Regions from separate parts of the Mus musculus genome. Here regions 2, 3, 4, 5, 6 and 7 are each linked to region 1. Evidence: chromatin contacts called from public HiChIP or PLAC-seq and promoter capture Hi-C data. All regions are on one chromosome and are shown on one strand. Each heading gives the region's core, a stretch centred on a gene start, on an enhancer-like site or on the middle of the called end of the contact. The rest is flanking DNA. Distances are from core to core; before and after follow the strand shown. Region 1 holds the start of Haspin (histone H3 associated protein kinase). Region 2 holds the start of Pafah1b1 (platelet-activating factor acetylhydrolase, isoform 1b, subunit 1). Region 3 overlaps Rap1gap2 (RAP1 GTPase activating protein 2). Region 4 overlaps Rap1gap2 (RAP1 GTPase activating protein 2). Region 5 holds the start of Mettl16 (methyltransferase like 16). Region 6 overlaps Rap1gap2 (RAP1 GTPase activating protein 2). Region 7 overlaps Rap1gap2 (RAP1 GTPase activating protein 2).

Region 1 (2,700 bases), core at 39-2,538:
CATATGCATGGAGACCAAGAGAGGAAGTTAGATCCTCCAACAGCTGGAGTCCCAAGTAGTTGTGAGCTGCCCAACTTGAGTGCTAGGAGCCGAAGCAACATATCCTCTGTAAGAGCGCATGCTCTGAACTGCTGAGCCACCTCTCCAGCTCTTTTTTTTTTTTTTTTTTTTGGTTTTTTTCGAGACAGGGTTTCTCTGTAATAGCCCTGGCTATCCTGGAACTCACTTTGAAGACCAGGCTGGCCTTGAACTCAGAAATCCGCCTGCCTCTGCCTCCTGAGTGCTGGGATTAAAGGTGTGTGCCACCACGCCTGGCCCTCCAGCTCTTGAAGAACTATTTGTACTGGTTAGGGGGGAAGCCAAGACAAAGAGGGCATGTCCAAGGTTATGCAACAGGCCAGAGACGGTGACCTAAATTACAGCCACATCAATAGAGACAGAGAGAAGTGATTTCATATGTATTCTGAAGGTGGGATGGCAGGGTTTGCTGCTGGGATACACTTGGGGATGAAACAAAGAGGTAATCACAGGTCATTCCAACATGTCTTAGTATGGAAAAAGATTAAAATCCCTACTAAGTAACTTGCTAAGAGCTGTTTGAGACAGGCCAATCAAATGATCTATTTTGAACGGCACCTTTCAGATGCTATTATCCTTTCTTAGAGGATAGGTCCTCTAGGATTGGACGACCCAATCTGCAGTCTCTCAGTCTCAAGTACCTGCTTAGTGTGGCCCACGGAGATCTCTGCGGCCACGGTTACATTTTCTTTATTAGATGTGATAGCACAGACCACTGAATGCCATTCTTTTACATGCTGCAAAAGCAAAAGGTGAGTCTGCTTACTCCCTTTTCGTGTTTTAGGATTGAAAATCTGAATATCTAAGATAGGGCATCCAAGGTCCCAGAGCAGACATTTGAGCAAGTCCCCTTCGCCCAAGCCAAGTGTCAGTTATCCTGGCAAACAGGACCAGAGAGGCTGAAAGTCTCAGAAAGAACACTGCAGAAGCAGTCACCCTCTCAAGAGGCTCTCCACATCCCTCTCTCGGGCTCTTGAGACGACTTCGCTCACCTGCACAGGATCGCTTCCACACGCAGGCTCTTGACTCTGGGTGCACTCAGTGTGGTCCTGAAAAGAGAGCCTTTGCTGAGCCACCCTGAGCTCCAAGTCCCGCTAGGCATCTGCCCCCTGCCGGCTTCCGGGAGGTCAGGCAGGCTGCGCAGCCGAGGGCCGGCGCTAGGACCCAGCGGGCCGACGGGCGCTCGCGCGCTCGCCGCAGTCTCGCGGTGTTTCTGTTTGAAACGCCGGGCGGGCGCTCGCTATGGCACAGGCTCACCCGCGGTCGGGTACCCGGCTCTTTCGAACGTACGCGGCGAGGGGCGTCCGGGGGTCGCAGCGGCAGCCTGGCGGGCTGGCTGAGCAATGGTTCCAGCCGCCGAACCTGAAGCGCGCCTTCAGCAGCAGCCTCAGCGACAGTAACGAGTCGCCGGCTGTCGCTTCCGACGACCCGGACGACCCCGACTTCCCCGGCAGCCTCGTGGGCCAGCGGCGGAGGCGTCCTCGGGGCAGCGGCTCCCGGAACCAGCGGACCCTGACAAACACTCCAAGAGTCCAAAGGCTGCGACCTCGGCTCCCGCAGAAGTGCAGCACCCCGTGCAGCCGGCTGCGACCGCCACCTTTCCCCAACTGCAGCCCGGGCTGCCTCGGGTCGGACCACAGTGTGTGCATCCAGTCCAGGGACAGCAACGAGCTGGGCACCAGTGCCTCCCTCTTCAGCTCTCCGGCCTCGCCCGGAGCCCCCGACCCTTTGTATGCTGACTCTGCAGTCCCCGGGAGCTTCCACTTGCCGGCAGCCTCCCTAAGTGAACCGTCTGTGCCCTGCCCCCAGGTGGCAGCAACCGGTGACAGGTACACCGGGAGGGCCCTCCGAGCCGAAGCCAGCTTCAGGTCATCTCTCTTTAGCCTTGTGAACTCAGGGGCCACAGAAGAGAACAAGTTTGGGACAGATGGGGAGAATGTGAAGGAATCGTGTTGTGAAAGAAGACAGCAGATGGGAAACAGACTAACGGACCCTGATCTGACAAGCCCGGGAAAGAGAAAGGCCGCGTGTAAAAAGGTTGTGTCCCAAGGAGTCGACCAGAGAGACTATGAGGAGTCCAGTGCTTGCAAAGACCTTCGTGTACCAGGGGAAATCAGCAGGCCTAAGAGAACTGGGCCACTCCGGAAGAGGAAACAGCAAGAAGCAACGGGAACCCCTCCCCGCCACTACCACCAATCTAAGAAGAAAAGGAAAGCGTCAGTCTCCTTATGGAACTTGAATACTAGCCAGAGGGATTCTTGGACCAAAACCAGAGCCTCCTTCGGTTTCCACAAGAAGAAAATTATAACCAGTGTGATAGAGGTATGCAGTTCTGTTGCCAGTTCTTCCTCCAGGTCCCTCCTGTCTGAATGTTCGACCCCTCCTATCAAGAACAGAGCACACCTTACTGTTTCTTCTCGATGCTCTTCTGTGTATTTGCTAAGTCCCTTAAAGACCCTGCATGTCACAGACCAAAGGCCATCTTATGCTGAAAAGGTTTATGGGGAGTGTAATCAGGAAGGGCCCATCCCCTTTAGTGATTGCCTTTCCACGGAAAAACTGGAACGGTGTGAGAAGATTGGGGAAGGAGTGTTTGGAGAAGTGTTTCAGATAATTAACGAC
Region 2 (2,700 bases), core at 158-2,657, 1.6 Mb before region 1:
CCCAAGGTTTGCTCCATTATTATTTATTCTTGGAGACAGGGTTTCTCTATGTAGTTGTCTGTCCTGGAATTCACTGGGTAGAGAAGGCTCTTGAACTTGGAAAGATCCACCTGTCTCTGCCTCCAAAGTGCTGATATTAAAACACCATGTCCAGCTTTAAATCATTATTTTAAGATAGGGTCTTACTATATACACCATGCTGGCTTCAAACTCGTGGCAAGTCTCCTGCCTCCGTCTCCTCAGTGTTAGCATTACAGATGTGAGTCACCCTAGCTTGTTTATTACTATCATCATTGTTTTTTGTTTTTTATAAAAAGGATGCTCCTGAGGCTTGCAGAGAACTTCTGGGCTCTTGCTGGTCTCCTGCCTCCTGAGTAGCTTGGGCTACGTGCCATGTGCCACTTTGTTTGGCTACTGGGTTTATTTTATACTGATACTGAGGCCAAAAAGAGATATGATAATTTAGTCAAGGTCACATTCCCAGTGGTGACACCAGGATTCATACTGGAGACATTAACTCTGCAGCTTCCCAAGTGATTTTTACAGTATTTACCTTCATCGAGGGACGCAATAGAATCAGTTAAGCCTCAGTGCTGGAAAACACAAGTGGATAATGAAGTAATCTCATTCAATACTTAAATATCCTATATTGAATAATTCAGAGCCCCAAACCTTCCCTTTCAAAAATCAAGTGTCTCTTTGTGGAATAAATTGACATCAAATCCCCCCAGATTTGTCATCAATATACAATTCATAATATAATAAAACACAGACATGTCTTGTAGAGAATAAAGTTCCAGGTCTTTCTGTGGATTTCAGTTTCCAGAATCTCTGATGAATACATGTGACTAAGGAAAAGAATAGCTGAATCACATCTACAGGCGATTCCTTCCGATTAAAAATCTGTACCAGAAAGGAACACAAGGCAATCCATCTGCCTTTTAACCTCAACAGCTCTTCTGCCCAAGCCCACCAATTTACTTTGGTCCTTTTGGGTGGGTGGGTAGGTGGGGGATGGGGAATAATCCCACAGGCTAAGGCAGAAAGGAAGCATCCTGGCTTGGCTCCTGCTCTAGCCAGCAGGGGCCGAAATGCCAGTGCACCGGGTACCCGCGGTCCGCCGGGACAGCGCAGTGACCGCTGAGGCAGAGCAAGAGTCGTGATGGACGCCAGCCGTCAGGCAGTTTAGAGCAAAAGGGAAGCTTCCCAAGGGATCAGGGGGCAGAAGCGAGAAAAGCCGCGGACGGGACGCAAGCTCGCCGGTCGGCTCGGGTACAGCCGCCAGCTCACCCTGCGGAAGGGCGCGCGGCCCAGGCCCAGGCCCAGGCCCAGGCCCGGCCCGCGCATGCGCCGCGGGCCCTCCGCTCCCCTCCCTCTTCCTGGCGGGTCTGGGGCGGCGGCGGCGCGGTGACGTCAGGGCGTTGGGGCAGCTCCTGTGACAGACGGAGCTGGAGCGGCGGGGCGGCGGCGGAGTCCGGCGGCCGAGATAGCGAGTGAGGGAGCGAAGGAGCAGCGAGCCGAGAGTCCAGGGAGCGAGGAGGACCCGGAGGGGAGCGCTCAGGCGCGAGCGAGAGGACGAGCGAACGCTGGGCTAGGGCTCGAGCCCCGGAACGGCCGAGGAGCCCGCCCGCGGCCCTCCCCTCCCCCTCCCCGGGACCGGGCCCAGCGCGCCATCCTCCCCCTCCCTCCCTCCCTCCCTCCTTCCTCCCTTCCCTCTCCCTCCCCCTCCCCCGCTGGTGGATGGGAGTGAAGGACGGAAGAGGCCCTGCGGAGGCGGTGGTGCAGCGCTCCGGTAAGGCGGCGACGCTCTGCGCCCTCCCCTCTGTCTCTTCCATCGCGCTCGGGTGGCTGCGGGCCGGGCCGGCGGCCTGACGATGTGGCTGCGCCGGTCCCCTCCCTCCCATTCTCCCCTCCCCCTGCCGCCGCTGCCTCCTCCTTCTTCTTCTCCTCTCCTCGCTCTCAAAATGGCGGCCGCGACGGCCGTTGAGTGAGAGGCACCGAGGAGGGGGCCCTGGCCTGGGAGGGCGCTGCCCTGGCTCCGGTTCCTCCGACCCTGGCAGTGGGCTACTCAGGCTGCTGAGGGTTCAAGCCGTGGCCTCTCGGGCGGCATCGCCCTCCTGCCGCCGTGACTTAGCAAGAAAAGTATTCTTGGGTGGGAAGGGCGTGGATAGCAGGTCGCTCTCTGATCTTGGGGAAAGGGCTCAGCCCTCCTGGGCCGCGGAAGCGAACCCGCAGTCCCCACCCCTCCTTGGCTGGCGACTCGCCGCCGGGGCTCCAGCAGCTACCAGGCCTTCCAGGCGTCGGGTTCTCCGCTTGTCCTTAGGTTGAGGGTGGACCCGGGGAGGATGGCCCGCCGCTCAGGCCCTCGGCCCCCCGGTGCGGTGGTGGTCCAGCCTCTGCATTCAGTAAAGATCTGCAGCATCCACCCACCGAATCGGGCAGGATTTTCCTTTTTGCTACTGACTCCTCGCACGGGAGTTGTCTTTTGACGTTGCTAACACTGAGCTCCCAGGTTCTCGATCATTCCCTTCATCCCATCTCTCCACTCCATTAGGAAACGCTGTGACTATTTACCCTCTCTAGCCTCCCAGGTGAGAAAATGTTTTTTTGAGACGGTGGGCTGATTTCGTCTCCCAAGAGGAAAGAATTTCAGTCTTGAGATAGGAGAAAGCAAGGTGCCTGGCTTTATTTGTTATCCTG
Region 3 (2,700 bases), core at 200-2,699, 1.4 Mb before region 1:
CCACTGTGTGAGCCTCCGCCCCACACCCAACTCATTCTGAGAGGGTGGAGTGGGCGGAAATCCGCGCCTGGCAGGCCACAAAGCCACATAACTGACTTGCGGGGCCCTGCCCTTGGGGAGGAGGATGCTGACAGCAGCTGGCTTGGCCTGGGTGCTTGGCTGCCTTTAGATGCCTGTGGTAGACAGGAGCTGCGGCTGCAGGAGGAGTTTCACAGGCCTGTTAGTTACTGAGCTCAGGAGCTGGATTCAGGAGGTACAGCCCCACCTCCATTCTGCTATGACCAGTGTAGGTTGAATCAGTGGCTGGTTACTCTGCTGGCCAGGCAGATCAGTCCAGGGGCTGGGTTAAAAGGCAGCTCCTTGGGCCCCATCTGAGGGACTCCTCTTTATCACCCTTGGGTGGGGCTCAAGAAGCCTTGGTGTTTGTTACCACGGCAGGACGTGGTCCTTGAGGTGAGGTAGGCCACAGCTGCTTGGGATCTAGTTTGTTTAAAGGGCTTTCACCTTTGGGTCTGGGGAAGATGACTCAGGGGTTAAGAGCACCGGATACTCTGGCAAAGGACCAGGGTTCAATTCCCAGCATCTACATGGCAGTTTACAACCCTCTGTAACTCCAGTTCCAGGAGATCTAGTGTCCTTTCCTGGCCTCTCCAGGTTTCAGGTATGCATGTGGTACACAGACATACATGCAGGCAAACACTAATATACATAAAGTAAAAATACATTTTTTTTGTTTGTTTTTTTTTCTCTTTTGAGGGTTTCTCTCTGTAGCCCTGGCTGTCCTGGAACTCACCCTGTAAACCAGGCTGGCCTCGAACTCATAGTGCTCTGCATGCCTCTGCCTTCCAAGTGCTGGGATTAAAGGGTACACCTTGGCTAAAATAAGCAAATACATATATATATTTTAAGCTCTGTTCCCACAGTGCAGATCCAGTGGTCAGGTTCACATGCTCTGGGTGTACTTAGGGAAACCACACAACCTTCCTGTGCTCCAGTTTCCTTACCAGTGAATATTAATAGTGCTACACACGGTGCTGCTGTGAGCTTTGAGCGTGATAGCTCAGGAGAAGCGTGGAGCACGGTGTCTAATCATAGTGCTTCTGGTGGTGTACAATAGTCCTGGGCTGTGTGATCGCATACAGAACCGCACGACATGCCCACAGGACTGTAAACACCCCCACGGACCCACCAGAGCAAGCTGGATTGATGTGCGCATCCACTCACGTCTACCCGATGACGACAGAGGTCACTAGACAGACAGGAGGCGCTGGGGGTAGACGAGTGTGTGTGTGTCTGTGTGTGTGTGTGTGTGTGTGTGTGTGTGTGTGTGTGTACACAAAGCCCTGAGGACTGGGCCTTTCTCTTACATGCTGGTATTATTCCCAGAGTAGCAGCACCTGGGCTGAGCTCTAGGAGCCCAAGGTGCCCCTTGTTTCCATAGCAACCACTGTGTGGCAAACAGGAGAATGAGGGGGAGGGAAGATGGAAAGCCTGCGCTGCAGGCTTCCAGGGCCTTCCTGCCTTCTGAGCTGGCTTCCTTGTCTCCTCTAAACTCAGGACTTCCCCTTCCTTCTCTCCTCCCTCCCTCCCTGCCTTAGGTAGTGCTGTGCTAGGCATCTGGATACTTGAGGCCCAAAACGGATGGACCATTGCTAACAGTTCTGATGTGGATCTGGAACTTAAACCTGGCCTCGTGCATGCCAGGCAGGTGCTCCAGGGCTGAGCGACACCCTCAGCTGACAGCTATCATTTTAATCTAACATTCACCAACTCTTTTCATTTTAATATAATATATATAATAGAAAAAGTTTCCTCCCTCCCTTTCTCCTTCCCTCCCTTCCTTCCTTCTTCCCTCCCTCTCTGACTCCCTCTCTCTCTTCTCCCTTCTGACAGAGTCTCACCTAGCCCAGTCTGACCTTAAACTCATTATGTAGCTAAGAAAAACCTTGAACTTCTAACCCTCTTCTTGCCTCCACGTCCCAAATGCTGGGATTACAGGCTTACGCCACCATGCATGGTTTATGCAGAGTGGGTGTCCATGCTAGGAGCTACATTTCCAAAACATACCTTGTTAGCCCCTTAGGTGCATCGCTCAGTGGTATTAGGCGCTCGAGCCTTGCTGTGCATCAGTGTGCACTTTATTATCGTAAATGGATCTCTGCACCCACTCCATAATAGCTCTTCATTCCCTATCATCTTCTTTCCCATGGCCACTTACTATAGAGGCTTCCAGATCCATTGGTGTTGCAGCATATGTCAGAATTTATTTTGTGTGTGTATGTATGGTATGTTCCTGTGTGTATGGGGACCAGGGTAGTATAGACGTCTGTGTCTCTGTGTGTATGGGGCCAGGGTGGTATAGATGTATGTGTTCCCCTGTGTATGGAGGCCAGGGTAGTATAGATGAATATGTTCCTGTGTGTGTGGAGGCCAGGGGTAGTAAGAATGTATATGTTCCCATGTGTATGGAGACCAGGGGTTGATGTTTGGTGTCTTTCTCAGCTGCTCTCCACTCGACTACTCTCCAGCTCATTTATTCCTTTTGTTCCCCTTAGTTTTGAGACACTCTCTTATTGGCTTGCCACTTCTGCTAGATTGTTTAGTCAGCGAACCACAGGGACCTCTGTCTGTGGCTCCTCAGGACTGGGATTACAGGTGTGCACTCCAGTCACACACACACACACACACACACACATATCA
Region 4 (2,700 bases), core at 46-2,545, 1.3 Mb before region 1:
TGTAGGTATTGGGAATTGAACTCAGGTCCTTTGGAAGGGCAGTCAGTGCTCTAAACCACTGAGCCGTCTCTCCAGCTTGCCCCCCCCCCATCTCTCCTCATATCCCTGTTTTTGTTTCTGTTTCCAGGGTGATATCAGACAATCGTATTTTTATTTTGAATATTTTATGCTTTGATAATTTCATATGCACACACAGAGACACACAGACACACACACATACACACACAGACACACACACACACACACACACACGATATTTGATAATCACACTTCATTACCCTTTCTTGTCCTCACCCTTGCATGCCTACTGAGCCTCTTTTCTTTACAAGTCCCTTGATATTTCTATACAAATTCCATGATATTTTTTTGAGACGAGGTCTCTCACTGGCTGAGAGCTTGCCAAGTAAGCCAGGTTGGCTGGCCAGCAAGCCCCAAAGCCCCAGGGTATCATATCTATCCAGTAGTCTGTCTTTGTCTCTCCAGAGTTAAGGTTAATAGTACTGAACCTGGCTTTAAATTTGTTTATTTAATTGTGTGTGTGTATTTGTGAGTGAGTATGTGTGCACGTGTGTGCGTGAGTGTGTATGTATGTGCATGTACCACATCTCAAGTTTGGAGGTCAGAGAGCATCTTGTAGGAGTTGATTCTTTCATTCCATCCTATGTGTCTCAGGTATGGAGTTCAAGTCATTAGGTCTGGCAGCAAGTGCCTTTACCTGCTGAACCATATTTGTTGGCCCCATGCCTGGCATTTTAATGTGTTCTGGGGATTGAATTCAAGTCTTTATACTTACCTGGCAAGTATTTTACTGTCAGAACCATCTCTTCAGCCCCTTGAATATTTTTTTTCCTGCCACCTGAGCAGGTACCTGGCAAGAGAAGGGCTCATCTGTTCCCTTGGTAGTGTGACCCCGGTGCAGAATGCTCCTTTGGATCCGGGATTGACGATCCATTTCCTTTATAGACAGATATAGTCCAGTCCTCCTTTCCCTCTGTGCAGCTTGTTTTCCTAGGGGATTGCCTACCCCCAATATGAAGCTGAGAAAAAGCTGAGCAGATGGGCTGAAACGGGAGCCCAGTTCCCAGGCTGAGGATGGGCAGGGTAGGATGGGAGTGGGGTTGGGGGCTGGCTGCCTGGATGTGCACTGGATTGCTGCCAGGGTTTTAGTCTTCATGAGTTTGCTTTTCATGTTCACAAGAACCAGTAGGCATTTAGCAGACTCTACAGTGTACTTGACTGGCTTTGTGTGGGTTCCCCTGAGAACACCCAGAAGCACTGGTCCTTGACCCTCAAAGAGCCTCTACAGGGGACCTTAACTTAGCAGAGGAAGCCAGATGGTTCAGCATGTGACAAGCTCACAGATTAAAAGTGGCTTCTTAGTGGGGAGGAGGGAGGTGGTGGAGAAGAAGAGGGAGTCAGAAGAGGCCATAGGAAGCAAGGTTAGGAAGCAAGGTTGGGCTGCCCGCTGGGGCTGTAGAGCAGACCTCTCTGTACTGAGGAGGGGAAGGAATTAGGGCCAATGGCCATCAGATTCTCTTCTGTCAAGGCATCTCCTAGACACTGATTTCTCTAGGGCATGGGATGGCTATGACCCGAAATGGCAGAGTTGTTCTTGGAGTCCCGAATAGGCTGGTAGCTGGCCTGTGACCCTCGTTTAGTTTCTAAAGACCTCATGAAACCCTGGGGCACTCTGAGTCATATGGTCTCCTTTGGAGAAGGTAGTGGAGGCTAGGGTTCTCCTGAGAAAGGTGCAGACTGTCTATTCCTATGTTGGTCCTTCAGGGCTTTGTCCCCCAGGGCCACTGATCCCTCCTCCCACTTAACCACAGTCATAGGCGAGGCAGCTGAACAACCTTCGTATGCAAGACGGAAGCAGACATCTGATGAGCGTTGCTGCATCCCTCTGGGTTGAGGCTCAGCTCACCTTTTCCCCCTAGGATTACTGCTTGCCCATGTACTACCTCCCTCCTTAACCTGTCACACGGACCCATGGCCAGTCCATCTCTTTACTTTCTTCCTGATGCCAGCCCCACCCCTCTACCTCCCCTTATTACTGAGCAATACTCTGTCACATGAAGACATCACAGTTGGTTTGCTTGTGTTCCAGTTGAGGTACAACTGAGTTTTTTTGTTTTTTGGTTTTTTGGTTTTTTTTTTTTTTTTTTTTTTTTTGGTTTGGGCTGTACTCATAGCCAAAAGCTATGACTGCTGTCGTATTATCTGTTTGGACTTGTATCTTCCCTTCTCTTGGATTATCAAGGAATAGAATCACTACATTAAAGAGTAGTGAGCTTTTTGTTGTTTCTTTTTAGGAGACCTGAGTCTCATTCTATAAACTAGTCTGGTCTTAACCTTGCAAGTATCTTTCTCCCTTAGTCTCTTGAGTGCTGAAGTTACAGGCATGTGCCATCATGCTCGGCATGGTAAAAATCTTTATTTTGTTATTATTTTTTCTTGCAGTGCATGTGCATGCTAGGCAAGTGTATCTCTGAGCTACATCCTCCACCCTAAATCTTAAACGTCATTTGAGACCATTTTGCATGGCACCAGCAATGCCATTAGGTCCTGGCTGCTCTGTCTTTTTACTGACATTGACCACTGTCAATTTTTAGTGTTTTAGTAATATACACCTCAGTGGGTGTATGCTTGGCAGCTCACTGTGTTTAATTTGCCTTTTTTTCTAATGACCGATGATGCTGA
Region 5 (2,700 bases), core at 74-2,573, 1.6 Mb before region 1:
GCCACCATGTGGGTGCTGGGAATTGAACTCAGGACCTCAGGAAGAAGAGTCAGTGCTCTTAACCACTGAGCCATCTCTCCAGCCTCCCGCCCACCTTCTGTCTTTGAAATTTACTCACTTGGCATTCCCCACACATTTGCTTTAATTAAAAAAAAAACCTTCCCTACCAGTAAACTTCATGAGGGAACATATTTGTTCCCTGCTGTACCCCAATACTCAAAATAGGGCCTGTAAGGGGAGGCACTCAACTGTTGGTTGACTGGGAAGAATATGAAGTCACCAGGAGATCTAGCTCCGAGTGACAGAGCATGTGTCTAGCACGTGCAAGGCCTGGGCTCAGTCATCAACACCAAAGAAAATAAAGGAAATAACTATGAAATACTTTCCATCTGTGTGAGACACACACAGCATTCTCTTTCTGAATGGGCAGCCCAGTTGAGTCTCAACAATAACAAAAAAAGGCTCATCGGAGCGAGTCCAAAACCCAAAAGACCTCTAGGCCAGCCTTCTTTCCTCTTTAAAACTTCATGTTTCCTGGGTTTCTCTTGGCCTTTATCTCTTCACACATCATTTCTTCTAAAACTGAAGCTTATAGGATACTCTAAATTTGGCTTTTATGATGTCAAACTATGGAGGCAATAGAGACAGACCAGCGTTCAAGAGCACCAGCTGGTCTTCCAAAGGACCAGGGCTCGATTCCCAGCACCCGTATGGCTGCTCACCTAGTGCCATGACACAACCCTCTTCTGGCCTCTGCCTGCACTGTGCACGTGCTGCACAGACGTCCAGGCTGGCAAAACACCTACACCTACAAACTGTTTTGTGGGTTTGTTTTTTTTAAGTTTTTAGGAGGAACAGAAAACTCAACAGATGTCTCCCACCTAGACCCCAACACTTCCGTTTTCTCTTCACGCCCCCACCTCACAAACTTGACTTCTCCTCCGCCACTTCCCCGGCTCATCCACACCTTCTTCCCCTGGGTTTCAGCGCTCTCTAAGCATTGGCCTAGGCGAGGGACGAGGCCATCTCTCCTCCAGCTCCTCCCACCTACCGCCGGCCTTCGCGCACACCCGCCCGGGTCCCCGGCTTCTGACCCAGCGGTAAGCCCCCAAGGATCCGAGAACCGGAGGAGAAAAGCAGGTGAGCCGCTTCTTAGGCGATCCTTGTGCGCAACCGGATAAGAGATTTTTGAACCACGCACCTCGCAGGCCAATGGAGCAGGCGGACGGAGTGCGGACAGGCCCGCAATCACCAAGCCCACACCACTCACACAGCCAAGCTCCTGGAAACGCAGATGCTACGCTCCAAGCGCGCCGCCATCTTGCGCAGCCAATCCGCGCCGTGACTGGACAGACTACTCTCGCGAGACTTTTGACTTAGCCTAAAGAAAGAAGGAACTATCGCGATACTTGGAGACGGCGGTGAGTTTTCACCCAGGTTTGGGGGTGTGGTCGGCCGGGAGTCTTCTTAGGTTAGCGGATGGAGAAGACCTCACTAGTCCGCTGGCATGCAGCTATGTGATGGAGCCCGGCCAGGAACTTGGAACTACCCTCCTCCCCTGGCCTTTCTGGGTGCTGGGATTACAGGGATGGGCTACCCCACCAAGTTGTAAACGTTTGTTTTCCTTTGTTTTGAATGTAGCTTTCTTCAGCTCTCCCCAGCCTTACTAAATAGTACTAAATCTAGTCTTGGACAGGAAATAGGAAGGCTAGATGGGTTTGATGGCAATTAACACTTAAGTGCACAGCAAATCTGTGTGATGACACAGTAGTTACAGATAAACCTGTGAGATGGGTAAATAACTGGTACTTAGAAACTGTTTTGGGTGGGATAGGGGACGGGGAAATGGCTACCCTAACAAAAGACCCAGGTTCGAGTCCCAGCCCCAATATGGTGACTCGAAACCAGCTGTAACTCTAGTCCCTAAGTGCCCTCTGGAAGGCACACGTGCACGTGGTGCACAAACATGGAGGCAAACAGCCATACACATAAAGGTAAACCTCTTTTTAAATTCTATTTTTTTTTTTTAAAGAAACTGATTTGGCTAAAAAAAGCATTGAATCTGGACTCACGAAGCAAAAGGATAAAATCCTGGCGTGCGTTTGTTTGTTTGTTTGTTTGCTCGAGACAGGGTTTCTCTGTGTAGCCCTGGCTGTCCTGGCACTCACTTTGTAGACCAGGCTGGCCTTGAACTCAGAAATCTGAACTCAGAAATGCCTCTGCCTCCCCACCAATAGGCATTTCGTTGTCAGTTTTGTACGATGTTCTGTTCCAGATTGGCCAAAGGGTGTTTTCAGATTGTCTGTGTCAGTCACCTGGAATTCCTGGAACAGTAGGACTGATCAAGAAATACTTTTATAGAGCAATGCTAGGCCTCAAAGGACGGGAATGCCTCCTCTGTACTCACTGAGGGCAATTACCTGCATAGACGAAGCTATGTGCTGCAGAAGGAACAGTTGTCTTCAGGGAGCCCAGTTGCTTCCCTCCACCTTGCAGACCAAGCAGAACAGGACCAAGACCACACTGACCTTGGCTACTTTATTAGCTATGCTAATACCCCCCCAATTGCCCTACCCCCAATTTTTCCTTCATTTAACCCTAAGTATGGTGTTATAGGCCTGTAAATCCAAGCATTTGGGATATTGAAGCTGGAGTATGAGTTCATCCTATACTGTCTATCAAGTTCCAGGCCACCCTGGT
Region 6 (2,700 bases), core at 63-2,562, 1.4 Mb before region 1:
GCACAGGTGGTTCAGTTTCTTTAGCTAGCATTCAGCTTCTCCCGAGCCAGAGCCGACTCCTTCCTAGATGAGAGGAAACTTCATGCTTCATCCTGAGCAGCCTCACAGAACTGTGTTTGACATGGAAGGTGACCGTAGTAAACACATAAACACAGCCACTGAAGATTGTTATGGCTTGGCCCTCCATAGTCCCAGGGACCACATTCCTGAGTTCAATCAACCATAGATTCAAAATATTTGACATACACACACACACACACACACACACACACTCCCACAATAAGTACCCCCATACATATCCCCACACATACACCCATACCACCCATACCACACTTACCACACACACACACACACACACACTTTCACTGAATATGTGTAGACCTTTCTTCCCACTATTCCTTAAACAACATAACAACTCCATACATTTTTCCTGGGTTAGGCATTATAGGTAGAGACATCTTAAAGTGTATGGGAAGGGGCTAGGAAGATGGCTCAGTGGTAAAGAAGATTGGTTGTTCCTCTAGAGGAGATGGGGTTGATTCCTGGTACTCATTTGAAAGATCATAACTGTCTATAACACTAATTTCAGGGGATTGAATGCCCTCTTGTGCACTGTCCCCCGCCCCCCTGCCCCTAGCATCATGCATACACGTGGTTCTTAGACACACATAAAGGCAAAACACCCACACACATAAAAAAACAAAGTGGAGGAGAGGCTGTGTGTAGGATCTATGCAAACAAGCAGATAGTGTTTTGAGGGCCTGTAGCATAGGCATGCACCCTGGAAGCAAGACAGAGATGTGCGGCAGGCAGTTCCTGCTCTGAGTGCCCATAGCCTGCTATGTAAATAGGCCCATCGCTGGCAGGATCTGCCTGGAAGGCTTCTTCAAGCTTCCCCTCGGGCGGGCACAGATCAGGAGCTCTTCTTTCCACAAATAGTCTCCAGATGTTGAGAGGGACCAGGTGACTTGTGGGGCTGAACCAGTGTCTGGGAGCATGCCAGAGGCCAGCAGGGCCTCGGCCATGACCCTCTCAGAGTCCTGTAGCTGTGATTGGCTCCTCTAGTGGGGAGAGGCTCAGTGGTTCTCTCCTGTGCTTGTACCAGTTCCGTGATGAGGGGGATTAAGCTGTGTCTGCTTGCTTGGATAACTTTTTGGCTGGCTTAGGAGTGGCCTCTTCCTGCCATCATTTGGTCTTGCAAACTGGGGCACAGAGTGAATCTGGGAGGGGGAGATGGCGACCCTGGGCAGGGATCCTTCATTCTCAGTGGCTCCAGCTGCTGCTGAGACTGGCTTTAGTACCCCCGAGGGAGAAGAGCTCTGCCTCCAGGGCAGACCCTTCAGCGATACTGAAGTTGATGTATCATCTTGTCACTTAAGTGACCGGGGCAGCTAGAAATGATTCAGCAGAAAGGCCCAAGATGCCAGTCTTTTCTCAGCCCTGATTCCCTGTGGCAGGTGCTGGGTCTGCTCTCTGGGGCCTGACACTGTAGTTTGACATGTCACTTCAGAAAGACAGAAAGCAGATGTGGCAGGGCTTCTACCCCCACCTAGGCCACTTCATTAGATGCCCCTGGATTCTCTGAAAACATTTCCCTTAGGGTTCTGTATTAATATTTACAACAGAAATGTGAAGATCAAGGGGCTGGCAAGAGGGAGGGCTCAGTAGGTAAAGATGTTCGCTGTCAAATCTGAGGACCCGAGTCTGTGTCCAGGTACCCACAGGATGGTTGGGGACCCACAGGATGATTGGGGACCCACAGGATGGTTGGGGACCCACAGGATGAAATGAGAGCTGACTCTCACACAATGCCCTTTTACTCCCACATGTACCCCCTCCTCTACAGTAAATACATGTAAACAAACAATTAAAAGAAAACATAAATATCAGAAATAGAATTATAGCAATCAAGGCCTTACCCTAAGAGGTTACTACAGTGGTTTTCAACCTTCCTAGTGCTGTGACCCTTTAATGCTGTTCCACATGTTGTAGTGAACCCCAACCATAAAACTACTTTTTATTCTTACTTCCTAACTGTAATCTTGCTACTGTAATGAAGTGTAATATAAATATCTGATATGCAGGATATCTGATTTGCAACTCTGGTGCAAGGGTCAGTTAACTCTCAAAGGGGTTGTGATCCACAGGTTGAGAACCGCTGCTCTGCTACACACTTACATTCTCTGCTCTTGTGGTTTTGAGACAAATATGCACGTATGTATGAATTACATACACATATCCCAGGTTAAACTCAAACTCATAATATTCCAGATATTAATTGCATGTTCTTATACTTGAACTGTGTCCAGATATTGTCTCCTAAGTGAAGTGCAGGGGTTACAGGCTTGAAGAGACTTTTGGTAGTTGGTTAACCAGTAAGGGGGGGGGATAACATTCTCAGGCTGTCGAGTTGGCTCAAGTGGTTAAGAGCACTGCTGCTCTTATAGAGGATCCACGTTTGATTCTCAGCACCCACATGGCAGGTCACAACCATCTGTATCTTTTGACTTCCACAGGCACCAGGAAGCCACCTTGTGCTCATACATCCATGCAGGCAAAACACTCATATGCATAATAATAATGTAATTAAAAATAAATATTCTTGTAAAACAAGAAAATGGATGTGGTGCACATGTCTGTAATTTATCCCAGCTCATGGAGGCAGAGGCAGAGACAGGTGGATCCCCGTGAGTTCCAGGC
Region 7 (2,700 bases), core at 164-2,663, 1.4 Mb before region 1:
TGGCCTGCCACTTGTGACTGAGAAACAAATTAGTTCCCCCATTTCCTTCCTTCCCCTTGTGCTGGGGATAGAACCCAGGGCCTCCAGCATTCTAAGTAACACTCTTAACAATGTTGAGTCAGACCCTTAGTGTTCTATTTTGCTAAAAAAATATTTTAAAGAAGATATGTTCCTACTTTCTAGAATCTAGAAGAAGCATGCTATTTCTGAGCTAGCTTCGTAGCTTGCCCCTGAAATTCCAACTGGTGGGAAAGACGGGCAAGAAGAGTTTATATTCAAGCCAGTCAGGGCTGCATAGCAAAAACAACAGAAAGGGATTGACGTCAGGTGCCTGTGATCCCAGCTCTTTGGAAGTGGAGTTAGCAGGATCAGGAGTTCAAGGCCAGCTTCAGCTATGTAGCCAGTTGAGAACAGTCTGGGATGTGTGAGTCTCTCAAAAGATGAGACAGGAAGCAAAAAACCCTCCATTTCATTCACTGGATGTTTCTTTTTGTCCCCACTTGTGGACTGGCTGCTTGGCTGTACCCTTCACGGGACCTCCGCCTTGGGGGTTCAGTGTGAGGCTCAGGCTGTCTCAGGTCCTGATTCTTTATGAAAAGCAGAGGTTTTGCTTCCTCAGCATTGAGGAACTGTGCTCTCATAATGGATGTGAGGTCACATGAAGGCCACTGCTGGCCTTGCCTGGGCACTGTCTTTAGAATATTCTCCTGATGAAATGTTGGACGGAGAGTGTGAGCAGACTATCATCACCAGCCCAGCTCCTCTCAACCCTGACACGGATTTAATGTGTTCATAAGGGGAGTCTCAGGAGACCTTAGACCTTTTGTTATCTTTGTGCCTGGACTCATCCTTTGTGACCCCATGTGCCTGGAGAGAAAAATGTTTTAGTTGTTTGTTTATTTTTATTTGAGACAGGGTCTCACTATGTAGATCACGGTAGCCTTGAATTCACAAAGATCAGTTTGCCTCTGCTTTCTAAGTACCAGTGAGTGCCGCTATACCTCGCTCTGGAGGGAAGATTTAAATGGTCTTCATGTCTTTCTCTGTCTCTGTCTGTGTGACTGTCTGTCTTTGTCTCTGTCTCTCTGTAGAGCTTCTACCAAACAAAATGGACGACAGACAGTAGGAAGCAGAGCTTTCAAGTCTTACTGGCCCCTAGGCACTGTGGTCACATAGGCAGAAAGATACAAAGGACAAGATGCAAAGGGGGTGGCAGCTGCTGGTTTGTGTGTATGCTGGAGTACTCGGTGATCTTTCTGGGTAGATAAGATGACAGATACCTGTGGCCTAGGCCAGGTGTCAGGTCCCCCCTCCCCCACATCCATTTTCTTCTTGCTTGGGAGGCCCATCCCTAAGCAGAAAGGCACATCAAGAGAAGCCTCTGCCTGTATCTGCAGTTTACCAATGTAGCCGGCTGTTAACTCATGAATGGATTACCCCTCCCCCTACTCCTTTTCCAAAAGGGAAACCTGAGAGCCACTTTTCTGTCAGCAGTGGTTTATTGTTTCTTGGAGATACTCTTGAATTAGCCCCCCACCCCAGATCTGTTTTGGAGGGGGTATTTTAATTTTTTTGTATAGTCCTTGAACCTATCTGGTGATAGCGTGAAGTGGGTATTGCAGAGAATGGACGGGCGCTAAGAGCGTGGGGGCTTCCAAGTCAAAGGAAAGCAGCCAGCACGCACAGATTCTGAGGGCTCCTGACGTGGAGAGGGTCAGTGAAGAAACAACTAGAAGCAGCTAACCCCCAAGGGAAAGAAAAGTGTTGCTAACAAAAAAGAGAGCTTTGGTTACAGCAGGGGTGACGCAGGTTAGACAGCTGGAGGAACCTGAAGGGCCTGGGAAAACAGGCTTGCGAGAAAACTTAGTGCAAGGTGCAGCTGCTCAGAGCCGGTCTCCATTCAGCCCACACTGGCAAAGCACCAAAGATGAGCTTTGTGTTGGTCTTTTAGGCTAAAAGGATTTAATGTCAGGGTGTGAAGGATCTATCAACACATCAGTGAGTCGGAGTCCGAAGTCCGTGGGGGAGGAAACTTGTGCTTTAGCAGAAGGGCTTTGATTCCACCCACGAATATGGGACAATTCCTCCAGGAAAGGCACACCCAGCCCCAACCTTCTTGGGGACCAGTTGGAGAAAAAGAGTAGTTCAGACACTGGGAAATAACTAGAATCCAGCAGGAACTGGGTGGATGTAGTACCAGCCTGTGGATTTGCTGGCAGAACCTGTGTCTGGCTATAAGGTTTAATCAAAGGTGGCTAGTGGACCCGCTGTGATCGATCCTGGCTTGTACCGTCTGCCCTGCGCCTGTTTCTGCGTGTCCTCTGTGTGCTCCGACTTAGGAGACATGGATCGCCACATGCCAGCCTTCCCTAAAGTTTTTGAAGGTTGCAAAGACCTGTCCCAGGCAGGAGGACAAAAGGGAGGCAGAGAGGTATTACGGGGTGGGGCGGGGATGAGGGTGCCTGCCTTGGGTTGCGCATGAGCAGTAGAGACAAGTACGTTGCTCACCTATGCAGCAGGAACTCGGGAATTACAGGCAAGAGGCCTCCGAGTGCATTCTCATCTAACTCTTTGATATTTATTCATTCTTAACGGGGTGCGTGCTGGGCAAGCCCTGTGCCTCTAGCCACAGCCATGTTTGATTTGAAAAACTCATGTATAGTCTTTACATAAAAGTTGGCAATCAAAGGAAGCTACAAA

What was found. Promoter capture Hi-C pulls out the DNA fragments that hold promoters and counts their contacts. HiChIP or PLAC-seq counts read pairs in DNA pulled down with a chosen protein or histone mark.
Region 2: a FOXA1 HiChIP or PLAC-seq map of pancreatic cancer cells shows a contact between it and region 1. The contact joins the promoter of Pafah1b1 here to the promoter of Haspin in region 1. A contact is called at or near these places in 4 of 39 promoter capture datasets (cranial neural crest, embryonic stem cells, hippocampal neurons and 1 more), 8 of 115 datasets of contacts at active chromatin or transcription factors (bone marrow-derived macrophages, cardiomyocytes, embryonic stem cells and 4 more) and 2 of 9 other capture datasets (adipose tissue and embryonic stem cells).
Region 3: a contact with region 1 is called in a promoter capture Hi-C map of hippocampal neurons, with 17 times the contacts expected there. The contact joins the enhancer-like site here to the promoter of Haspin in region 1. A contact is called at or near these places in 14 of 39 promoter capture datasets (the 3T3-L1 cell line, 3T3-L1-derived adipocytes, the C10 cell line and 8 more), 1 of 15 datasets of contacts at CTCF or cohesin (embryonic stem cells), 5 of 484 Hi-C or Micro-C datasets (bone marrow-derived macrophages, cortical neurons, myocytes and 2 more), 7 of 115 datasets of contacts at active chromatin or transcription factors (embryonic stem cells, epiblast stem cells and large pre-B cells) and 2 of 9 other capture datasets (adipose tissue and embryonic stem cells).
Region 4: a contact with region 1 is called in an H3K27ac HiChIP or PLAC-seq map of large pre-B cells, with 10 times the contacts expected there. The contact joins the enhancer-like site here to the promoter of Haspin in region 1. A contact is called at or near these places in 6 of 39 promoter capture datasets (the C10 cell line, cranial neural crest, hippocampal neurons and 3 more), 6 of 115 datasets of contacts at active chromatin or transcription factors (the NIH/3T3 cell line, a beta-TC-6 cell line, bone marrow-derived macrophages and 3 more) and 2 of 9 other capture datasets (adipose tissue and embryonic stem cells).
Region 5: a promoter capture Hi-C map of hippocampal neurons shows a contact between it and region 1, with 13 times the contacts expected there. The contact joins the promoter of Mettl16 here to the promoter of Haspin in region 1. A contact is called at or near these places in 4 of 39 promoter capture datasets (cranial neural crest, embryonic stem cells, hippocampal neurons and 1 more), 2 of 115 datasets of contacts at active chromatin or transcription factors (both in embryonic stem cells) and 1 of 9 other capture datasets (embryonic stem cells).
Region 6: a promoter capture Hi-C map of hippocampal neurons shows a contact between it and region 1, with 14 times the contacts expected there. The contact joins the enhancer-like site here to the promoter of Haspin in region 1. A contact is called at or near these places in 5 of 39 promoter capture datasets (the C10 cell line, cranial neural crest, hippocampal neurons and 2 more), 6 of 115 datasets of contacts at active chromatin or transcription factors (the NIH/3T3 cell line, a beta-TC-6 cell line, embryonic stem cells and 1 more) and 2 of 9 other capture datasets (adipose tissue and macrophages).
Region 7: a contact with region 1 is called in an H3K27ac HiChIP or PLAC-seq map of T-cell acute lymphoblastic leukemia, with 15 times the contacts expected there. The contact joins the enhancer-like site here to the promoter of Haspin in region 1. A contact is called at or near these places in 2 of 39 promoter capture datasets (embryonic stem cells and hippocampal neurons), 3 of 15 datasets of contacts at CTCF or cohesin (the NIH/3T3 cell line, embryonic stem cells and stem cell-derived epiblast-like cells), 9 of 484 Hi-C or Micro-C datasets (the Ba/F3 cell line, adipose-derived mesenchymal stem cells, bone marrow-derived macrophages and 5 more), 13 of 115 datasets of contacts at active chromatin or transcription factors (T-cell acute lymphoblastic leukemia, embryonic forebrain, embryonic stem cells and 4 more) and 4 of 9 other capture datasets (adipose tissue, embryonic stem cells, liver and 1 more).

Annotation. Positions count from the first base shown.
Region 1 is chr11:73,136,882-73,139,581 of GRCm38.p6, reverse strand. Haspin (histone H3 associated protein kinase) reads left to right here and starts at 1,288. Exons shown (of 1, transcript NM_010353.2): 1 at 1,288-2,700. The coding sequence starts at 1,321. Itgae (integrin alpha E, epithelial-associated) reads right to left here. Exons shown (of 31, transcript NM_008399.3): 27 at 1,071-1,127; 28 at 720-815.
Region 2 is chr11:74,723,091-74,725,790 of GRCm38.p6, reverse strand. It overlaps Pafah1b1 (platelet-activating factor acetylhydrolase, isoform 1b, subunit 1), which reads left to right and starts at 1,407. Exons shown (of 11, transcript NM_013625.4): 1 at 1,407-1,792.
Region 3 is chr11:74,553,595-74,556,294 of GRCm38.p6, reverse strand. All of the region lies in intron 2 of Rap1gap2 (RAP1 GTPase activating protein 2), which reads left to right. Among named protein-coding and RNA genes, the nearest start is that of Rap1gap2, 35 kb to the left of the region's middle. Within about 2 kb of position 1,449, at least 92 of the 459 cell types and tissues checked have an H3K27ac peak or open chromatin away from gene starts, as enhancers often do. A contact at or near this core is called in cortical neurons, epiblast stem cells, hippocampal neurons and 2 more, where this site is marked.
Region 4 is chr11:74,478,491-74,481,190 of GRCm38.p6, reverse strand. All of the region lies in intron 3 of Rap1gap2 (RAP1 GTPase activating protein 2), which reads left to right. Among named protein-coding and RNA genes, the nearest start is that of Rap1gap2, 110 kb to the left of the region's middle. Within about 2 kb of position 1,295, at least 19 of the 459 cell types and tissues checked have an H3K27ac peak or open chromatin away from gene starts, as enhancers often do. A contact at or near this core is called in hippocampal neurons, where this site is marked.
Region 5 is chr11:74,769,486-74,772,185 of GRCm38.p6, reverse strand. It overlaps Mettl16 (methyltransferase like 16), which reads right to left and starts at 1,323. Exons shown (of 10, transcript NM_026197.3): 1 at 1,202-1,323.
Region 6 is chr11:74,497,998-74,500,697 of GRCm38.p6, reverse strand. The region is part of intron 2 of Rap1gap2 (RAP1 GTPase activating protein 2); the gene reads left to right. Among named protein-coding and RNA genes, the nearest start is that of Rap1gap2, 91 kb to the left of the region's middle. Within about 2 kb of position 1,312, at least 25 of the 459 cell types and tissues checked have an H3K27ac peak or open chromatin away from gene starts, as enhancers often do.
Region 7 is chr11:74,530,489-74,533,188 of GRCm38.p6, reverse strand. The region is part of intron 2 of Rap1gap2 (RAP1 GTPase activating protein 2); the gene reads left to right. Among named protein-coding and RNA genes, the nearest start is that of Rap1gap2, 58 kb to the left of the region's middle. Within about 2 kb of position 1,413, at least 19 of the 459 cell types and tissues checked have an H3K27ac peak or open chromatin away from gene starts, as enhancers often do. A contact at or near this core is called in T-cell acute lymphoblastic leukemia, where this site is marked.